Linked DNA regions of Mus musculus: regions 1 and 3 are each linked to region 2. A link is a contact called in public HiChIP or PLAC-seq data. All regions are on one chromosome and are shown on one strand. The core of a region is the stretch at or near the end of the contact, and the rest is flanking DNA. Distances in the headings are between cores, read along the strand shown.

The links. HiChIP or PLAC-seq counts read pairs in DNA pulled down with a chosen protein or histone mark.
Region 1: a contact with region 2 is called in a FOXA1 HiChIP or PLAC-seq map of pancreatic cancer cells. The contact joins the promoter of Tmem101 here to the enhancer-like site in region 2. A contact is called at or near these places in 2 of 39 promoter capture datasets (embryonic stem cells and hippocampal neurons), 2 of 484 Hi-C or Micro-C datasets (both in embryonic stem cells), 3 of 115 datasets of contacts at active chromatin or transcription factors (embryonic forebrain, embryonic midbrain and pancreatic cancer cells) and 1 of 9 other capture datasets (embryonic stem cells).
Region 3: a contact with region 2 is called in an HNF4G HiChIP or PLAC-seq map of pancreatic cancer cells. The contact joins two enhancer-like sites. A contact is called at or near these places in 4 of 39 promoter capture datasets (3T3-L1-derived adipocytes, liver and maxillary cranial neural crest), 2 of 484 Hi-C or Micro-C datasets (bone marrow-derived macrophages and cortical neurons), 2 of 115 datasets of contacts at active chromatin or transcription factors (embryonic limb bud and pancreatic cancer cells) and 3 of 9 other capture datasets (adipose tissue, liver and macrophages).

Annotation. Positions count from the first base shown.
Region 1 is chr11:102,154,980-102,157,851 of GRCm38.p6, reverse strand. Tmem101 (transmembrane protein 101) reads left to right here and starts at 1,445. Exons shown (of 4, transcript NM_029649.2): 1 at 1,445-1,644; 2 at 1,948-2,128. The coding sequence starts at 1,508.
Region 2 is chr11:101,806,044-101,808,829 of GRCm38.p6, reverse strand. No RefSeq gene overlaps it. Among named protein-coding and RNA genes, the nearest start is that of Gm39392, 22 kb to the right of the region's middle. Within about 2 kb of position 1,344, at least 49 of the 459 cell types and tissues checked have an H3K27ac peak or open chromatin away from gene starts, as enhancers often do. A contact at or near this core is called in pancreatic cancer cells, where this site is marked.
Region 3 is chr11:102,095,848-102,098,604 of GRCm38.p6, reverse strand. No RefSeq gene overlaps it. Among named protein-coding and RNA genes, the nearest start is that of Ppy, 4.1 kb to the left of the region's middle. Within about 2 kb of position 1,429, at least 134 of the 459 cell types and tissues checked have an H3K27ac peak or open chromatin away from gene starts, as enhancers often do. A contact at or near this core is called in pancreatic cancer cells, where this site is marked.

The sequences.
Region 1 (2,872 bases), core at 196-2,695, 350 kb before region 2:
AACCCGGGCCTTTTTTCATTCCCCTTGTCTATTATCCATGCCCAATTTGTATCTACACAGTCCTATTTCCCAGTTCTTTGATATACTTAGTCTTTGTTTAAAGAAAGAGGAGGAGGAGGAGGAGGAGGAGGAGGAGGAGGAGGAATGTGAGATGAGCATGGTGACTTTAATTCTAGCACTCAGGAGGCACAGGCAGGCAGAGCTGTAGGTTTAATATTTAATGATGGTTCTTAAATGCTTTAACCTCCCTTTTAGCCAACCACCCACCAGAGTTAGGGAAAGAAAGGATATGGGGGAGGTGGACATGTTTAGAAAGGTTCTTGGGAGCAACTCCCATCTGTGTTGTATGGATACGTAGGTCTCTCCTCTTTTCTTAGGAGACAAAAGCAGCAAGACCAAAAGAGAGGTGACTTAGAGACAAGAGGACTCCTTACTTTAAAAGTTCGGCCAAAGACAGCAAAGACAGAGAATTCTCTCTGGGGTCTGTATCACACCCTTTTATGGGACCCTTATTATCTGCCAAACCACCTTTGCTACATTTAAGTCTCCCAGCAGTGATGAGGTGGAAAGCCATTATCCCCATCTCACACTTGAGTCTCCATTTAGATGACACAGGATCGGTTTTCAGCTTGGAGTCCAGGTCTGGTTATGTCCAGAGTCGGTTGCTTCCATACATCAAGCTGTGTTCCAGGATTTCTGATGTTTCAACCCCATGCTCCTTGCTCCTGTCCCATTTTGAGAGTACAAAGAACACCGGCTTTTGTTTCAGAGATCCTGACTTCAGTCCCCAGCAACCTTAGTGGCTCACAACCATCTATGATAGGATCTGATGCCCCTTTCTGTCATGCAGGCATACATGTAAATAGAATATTCATATACATAAATAAACAAATCAGAGCTGGAGAGATGGCTCAGCACTTAAGAGCACTGACTTCCAGAGGTCCTGAGTTGAATTCTCAGCAACCACATGATGGTATACAACCAACTGTAATGAGATCTGATGCCCTGATGGTGTGTCAGAAGACAGCGACAGTACACTCATAAATAAAATAAATAAAAATTCTTAAAAAAATAAACAAGTGGTCTATATTTTGTTTTTAATGTATGAGTGTTCTGTTTTCACGTACACCGGTATGCCAGAAGAGGGCATCAGATCCCTTTAAAGACGGTTGTAAACCACCTTGTGGTTGCTGGGAATTGAACTCAGGAGCTCTGGAAGAGCAGCAGTGTCCTTAACCGCTGAAACATCTCACCAGCCCCTAAACAAATCTTTTCTTTTTAAAGGGAAAGAAAGGGCAAATTGAAGCTCTGAGTTCTCTTCATGGGGAGCGTTCAGAAAGGCTGACTCCTCCTTCTAGAACACATTTTTCCCACCCGGAACTAGGGAGCAAGAGCTTTGTTTCCCGACGAAAAGAAAAACAGTCAGGGACCGGAAGTTGCCTGTATCATTCCCCGCTGCTGGTCTCCCGGACCCGGCTGAGGCCGTAGCGGACTGCCCTTTCCCAAGATGGCTTCGAAGATTGGATCGAGACGCTGGATGCTGCAGCTGATCATGCAGCTGGGTTCCGTGCTGCTCACGCGCTGCCCCTTTTGGGGCTGCTTCAGCCAACTTATGTTGTACGCTGAAAGGGCCGAGGCGCGCCGGTGAGCGCGCCCACGAAGTCGTCGAATGCGGTGGGGGGCGGTCCGACCTGTCCCAGGAACTGGGGTGCGGTGATGTTGGGGCCCAGAAGTCGGGATACTTAGACTGGGAGGAATTGGTACTCAAACAGGTTGGAAGATGCTCTCTTTCGATTGTACGGCCATTACTGATGTGGCGGCGGCTCCGGCAGTGAGAAGGATCTCGGGTTTTTGGGGGGCAGTGGCGATTGCAGGAACTTACAGAGGTCCCCAGATACTTACTCTCTATTCATTCTGTCCTCCTTGTTCCCTACACTCGATCCACAGGAAGCCCGACATCCCAGTGCCTTATCTATATTTCGACATGGGGGCAGCTGTGTTGTGTGCTAGCTTCATGTCCTTCGGAGTGAAGCGGCGTTGGTTTGCGTTGGGCGCCGCGCTGCAGCTAGCCATCAGCACCTACACCGCTTACATCGGGGGCTATGTCCACTACGGGGACTGGCTAAAGGTGAGCACGGGGACTCTAGACGAGATTTAGCTATGGGAAGGAGCTGAAGGTTCCTGATGTATGTGGTGGGCATGTATGGTACTCCTGAACTTGAAGCCCGGGAAAACTGAGGTACTAGGTTTGCAGCAGTTTTGTGGCAATCATTACAGACCACAGACGTGTCAGACCCATAGAGACCACACCGACCTCCCTTGTAGACTGTGAAAAGGGAGGTCCAGAGATGGAAAATGGACTCTCCCAAAATCATGCCACAGTGTATGGAAGGGATCGGTAACCCAGAGTTATCTGATTCTCAGAATCTTTTAAACCATTACTTTATTGGTGTCAGACTTGTAAAACAAAAGAGGCCTTGGAGAATATCTGGTCTACCCATCAGGTTTTATGAAATGTGATTAATACTAGTGCAGAATTTGTGCCTTCAAATGCAGATGCTTATACCGGCTACTGGTAGCCTAGAGGTGAGGTAGCTTGGAGGCAGGGTCCGAAAGGATCAGACTGTCAGTCTAGTAGGGGAGGCAGGTGTGAACAGCTATGGGATAGTGGGCCTATTTGTTTTGCATTGTTTTGTTTCTAGACAGGGTTTCTCTGTAGACCAGGATGGCTCAAACACACACATACATCTGCCTCTGTCTCCCAAGTGCTGGTATTAAAGGCATTCACCGCCGCCACCACCACCACCACTGCCTGGCTGGCTGTTCTTGTTTTAGTTGCTATAGAGTCTATACTACATAGTGGGAAGAACCC
Region 2 (2,786 bases), core at 95-2,594:
GTCAGGGTCACTAGTAAGGCAAAGGGGGAAAGGGCCTAGAAGAACCAGAGACCCTGGAGATAACTAGGCCAATCCACTCCTCCTTATAAGGGGAGGAGGAAGGAGCTAGGGAGATGGTCCAGTGGTTAAGGGCACTCGCTACTCTCCTAGAAGAGCTGGGCTCAGTTCCCAGCACCCACGTGGCAGCTCACAACCATCTGTAACTCCAGTTCCACGGGATCTGACACTGTCTTCTGGTCTCCACAGACACCAGGCACACACACGGAGCATATACATACACGTAAGCAAAGCGCTCACATGCGTAAAATAAAAATACATAAATTGTTTTAAAGAAATACCTGGGAAACTGGGGATATCAGCTCAGAGGTGCAGTTCTTGCCTAGCATGCATGAGTCCGTGCATGGAAAGAAAAGAGAGATGGAAGGAGGGGTAGGGTCAGGCTGGAGGTGTGGCTCCCTTGGTAGAAAGCTTGGGTAGCCATCACAAAGCTCTGGTTCCCATTCGTCCTCAGGATAGCATAAAACCAAGCATAGGGACAGGTGCCTGTAGTGCCAGCATCTGGGAGCGGAGATGGAGACAGGATGATCTAAAGTTCAAATTCATCTTTGACTACATAGATAATTCAGGGTTCACCTTGGATATGAGACCCTGTCAAAGGGAAGAGAGGGAGGGAGGAAGGAAGGAAGGAAGGAAGGAAGGAAGGAAGGAAGGAAGGAAGGATGGGCGGGACAGAGGGGAATTATGTGCCCATGGTCAAATAGCATTCACATGCATGTTCATTCACTTATTAACATGTTGGTACTTGGAAACATTCCCCAGTGAGGAGTGGAATATAGAGAAGCCAGTTACCTGCAGGAGCATTCGTCTGTCCCCACCGCTTTGATCTTTATCAAGATCTTTATCACTTGTGGGACTTTTCCTCCCTCACCCTCCCACCCCAGCCTGCTAGCACAGGCAGGGTAGCCCCCACTGGGTCCCTCCACAGAGCTTTTGCCTTGGAGGCCATACTGGGATGCCGGATGCACCTCCAGTCCCACCCTTCTCCCTCATCCTGGGCAATATTCAAAGGGCAGCCTTGGCTACCCAAAGTTCTTCTGAAAGCACAGGGCCACTGTGTGCAGAACACGAATGAACCAGGAGCATGAGTTAGGGGTGGCCCTTTGACTCTTGTGGGGGTGGATATCTGTGTGATGACCACAGCCTAGAAGGACTGAGATGCGGAGGGTGGCACATGTCTGTGCGCATGCCCGAGGCCTGCGGCGTTCATCCTGGTCCTGGTCCTCCCGTTTGTGGGTTCTTTTATTCATTCAGCAAGCTTCTGTTGGCCCAGCACCTCCTCTGTGGTGAGCATCGCCCTGGGACTTGGTGATTCATAGATGAGCAAGACACTCTCTTGCCTAGAAAAAACTTGTGGCTGTATGTGGGGGAGAATCACATGTGCAAAGAATTTCAGCTTGGTGCACAAAGCACCACAATAAAGATACAGGGGACGGGAAAGAGACGGAGGAAGGGAAAGAGGCAGAAGAGAGACAGGGTGAGAAAGCATCTAGAAACGCAAAAGCTAAACTGAGAACACGCAGGGCTCACAGGGTGGGCCAACTGTGAGAAACATGCAGAGGCAGGGCTGATGTTTGCCGAACCAGAGAGCTCAAGTTCAAGGGAGCCGGGAGAGGAGCAAGAGCGAAGGGGGGCAGCTGAGGACCCCGGAGCTTAGGAAGTACAAGCAGTGAGAGTCTAAGCCCGGAGTGGAAACACAGAAATCAGACACGGTCAATTCTTTTGCATGGGAAGGCCCTACGGCCAGGCCTTTACTCTTTGGGCTTCCAAAATGCCGAGTTATGTGGGATGCCCGCGGTCTGTGGGAGAGACATTCTGCCGCGGGCATAGTGACGTCACTGCCTTTCAACCTCCATTCCTCTCTCTCCCTCGGCCCCCTCTAATGCAAAATTTGTGTTTCGTTCCATCTGAATGAGAGAATTAAATCATCCAGATTAAATAAATTAAGTGAATGTCTTCTCCTGGGCAGGAAGCTTGGCACATTTCAGAGAGAATTCCAGCAAACCATCCAGAAACCCATAGATGGGCTGAGAGGCGCCCGAATGAGCAACAGCTAAAAGGGTCTGCCGGAATGGCCAGAGCCCATTTCCCTGTCCTCACCTTCAGCAGTCAGCGGGTGCCTTGTAAAAACACTGGGCGGCAGTTCACTAGAGCAGCTCAGACACTTGGATGCTTGTGGCAGAGACGACGAATCCTACATCTCTACAAGTCACTCTCTGCCTATGAGCCCACAGATACCAAAGAGAGAGGGAGGCTTATGCCCTCTCCCTTTTAGATATTTATTTTATGTGTGTGAGTACGCTGTGGCTGCCTTCAGACACACCAGAAGAGGGAATCAGATCCCATTACAGATGGTTGTGAGCCACCATGTGGTTGCTGAGAATTGAACACAGGACTTCTGAAAGAACAGTCAGTGCTCTTAACTGTTAAGCCATCTCTCCAGCCCCTTTGTGGGCCCCTTTTATTTTGTTTTATCATTTTATTTTATTTTTGGTTTTTCGAGACAGGGTTTCTCTGTGTAGCCTTGGCTGTCCTGGAACTCACTCTGTAAACCAGGCTGACCTCGAACTCAGAAATTCACCTGTCTCTGCCTCCCAAGTGCTGGGATTAAAGGCGTGCCCGGCTTGTGGGCCCCTTTTAAAGTGGCTTTCATACATGCACTGTCTACACTCACACACACACACACACACACACACACACTTCACTTCACACATCATGTACACAACACA
Region 3 (2,757 bases), core at 180-2,679, 290 kb before region 2:
GGGAAAGTTCAACACCCATAGAGGCAGGAACTAGGAACCTGTTCCACACACACCTGGGTTTGATGGCTGGGTGATAGGAAGGTGTGTGTGCTGTGTCCTTGATGACCGGACTTCAGGAACAGACTCCATCAGGTCTCCCCACTTCCTGGGATCTGTGAACCTGAGGTAGGAGGAATGACCCCACCCCACCCCCGCTCTACTCCCCTGTGTTTGATTTTCTGCCACTTTCACAGGCTAGACTGTGATTCCAGCCGGATCTGCTCTTCCATGAACTTTGGCAGGGAGCAGGTCTGGCTGAAGCCCCGATTTTGAAGTTTCTAGGACCAACTCTTTCATCTTCTTTCTCCAAGTCACATCTGGTCACCTTGGAAGCAGTAGATGCAGGGTGAGGTGGTGGAAAGTGGGTGAGTAGGTTGCAGAGAGATGCAGGGAAAAACCTAGGCTGAGATCTATTTGCCCTACAAGAGGAATGACAAGGTTCCCTCCTCACTGGAGGACAGGCCCTTCCTGCCAGTGCCCACAGAAGTCACAGAAACAATAGAGATTCTTGTTAAAAATGTATTTATCCATTCCTTTATTGTCATTGTGTGTTTGCATTACATGTGTGCACACGCAAGTCACGGTACACGTGTCCTTTCTTCTGTCTTATGAGATTGGGGGTGGAAATCTGGCCGGCAGGCTTAGTGGCAAGTGCCCTTACCACTGAGCCATCTTGTCAGTTCCATTATTGCTGTCTATTGTTCAGGCTGCATGGGTAGGGAGGAACAGAGGCACAGCTCATCGTCTAAAGGAGTCTGTGGGTAGCCAGATCCAGGCTAGGCCTCTGGGAGTCTAGGTCCAGCCTGAAGAGGAACATCCCTGGCCCTGGTGTACCCCTTACAAGTGGCCAGGGCTTTCCCTTCTCACTTCTTCCCACTTGCCCAAGGATATGGGTGGAGGCCTCTGCTGGCTGCACCAGCCTTGCCTACCTGGAGCCTGGGGAGGAGGCTAGTGACAGGCGTCCGCGGGGTTCCTGTGTTGGGGGTTTGCTGATGCTTTTCCGTAGGGGGTTCGTGGCATCCAAGTAAGGACGTTCTGTGGTGTTCGATGGGGCAGATTTGGTGGTGTTGGAGGGTTTCATGAGGTTTTTGAATTTCTTCGAACTAGGGGACACGTCATTGCAGAGATCGTGGGGCCGAGACATAAGCAGGGGTGCCAGATTACCTCCCCTCCTCCTCATTCCTCCATCAACCCCACCTGTTGCTGAAGAGCTTCTCCAAGTACTTGTTGATCTGGCCGAAACTTGAAAACCAACTGACCGACCTGGGCTCGGGAATCGGCTGCAGGTGGACCTCGTCCTCCAGGGCGCCACTGGGTGGCACCAGGAGCGCCGCTAGGCAACCCAGAGCCAGTGCGCACGCGCAGGGCAGAGCCACGGTCTGGTGGGGGGAGGGGGAGGGCGGGACAGACAGCATGGTCAGGTGACCCCGAGAAGGGCGATGGGCTGAGGGTGGGACCTAGCTGTGCCCGCCCTGAGTCTACTGAGAAAGCCTGGAGTGTGTGTGTGTGTGTGTGTGTGTGTGTGTGTGTGTGTGTGTGTGTCAGAGCTAAGACCAGGAGCTGTAGCTGCCTCAGTACACATTGGTGCTAGAGCACCTCAAGGAACTCCCTGGTTCCCAGGGAGATTAGGGCACGCCTAGACATGCACTACCATATCTCTGCCCCTGCCGTGCCCACTTCTTGCTGTATTCTATACTAAATGTTTGGAACTATTGTCTGAGTCTCTTCCCAGCCCTACCTCCTGCCACCACATCACAGGTGGGCTCTTTGCAGACTTTCTGTTTGGTGTGGTACTCGCTACCACTTGGATCCATATCTGGCTCTTAGGAACTCTTTAAATGAATAACATAGTTGCACACTGAAGAGCCAGTCCAGCGATTCCTCCATCTCCATTCACGCACAGAACCCCGCCCCCTCCACATCACAGACTGTGATACCCCAGATAGGCTACTTCCTTTGAACCCTTGAGCCCCTGAAATCTCTCTTAGCCTCTTCTCCTCATCTGCACCACCTCAAGCAGGAACAGGAAGCTCTCTATGGCAGCTGTCCTGACCAATAGAATGGCTTCACTTTTTCATGCCCTCAGTGGGCACGTGGAGGGGCCCTTGGTGCCAGTCTCCATCCCCAAGTTCCTGAAGAGCACAGGTGATAGGGGTTCGTCCCACACTTAGCCTCTAGACATTACCATCGTACTGGGCAGGTGCAGAGCGGCAAAGCAAAAGGTCTCTGGCCAGGACGTCAGAGTCCGTTTATATTTCTAGGGATCCCTGACCCTGTCCCACTAAGGCCCCACCCCGGCGAGGCTTTCTCCTGCTCCTGTGTCACGGCCCAGGAATTGGGAACAAAGAGAGTGTGGGGGTGGAAGCACATGGCCAACAGACTGTCTTGACTAGGGCACAGTGTCTTCCAAATGGGAGGCCGAGGTGGGAGGCTCCTGGGGTCAGGTAATTTTTGTTGTTGTTGTTGTTCCAAGATCACACACAGATCCTGGGGAAGAGTTGTCTCTGGGATCGTGAGGGGGCAGTGCCTTTCCAGGGGGCTATTTCTAGGGTCAGCAGAGGCCAGCGCTGGAGAGACGCCATAGCATTCTGCTGAGCTATGGGGGCTCTTCCTTCAGGGTTGCTGTGGGGGCCTAGTATGTCTGCTCTGTATCTAGAACTAGGGGAGCAGAGGGATTGCCCTCTCTTGCTCTGCCCATCCCAGCTAAGTGGAGCCTCT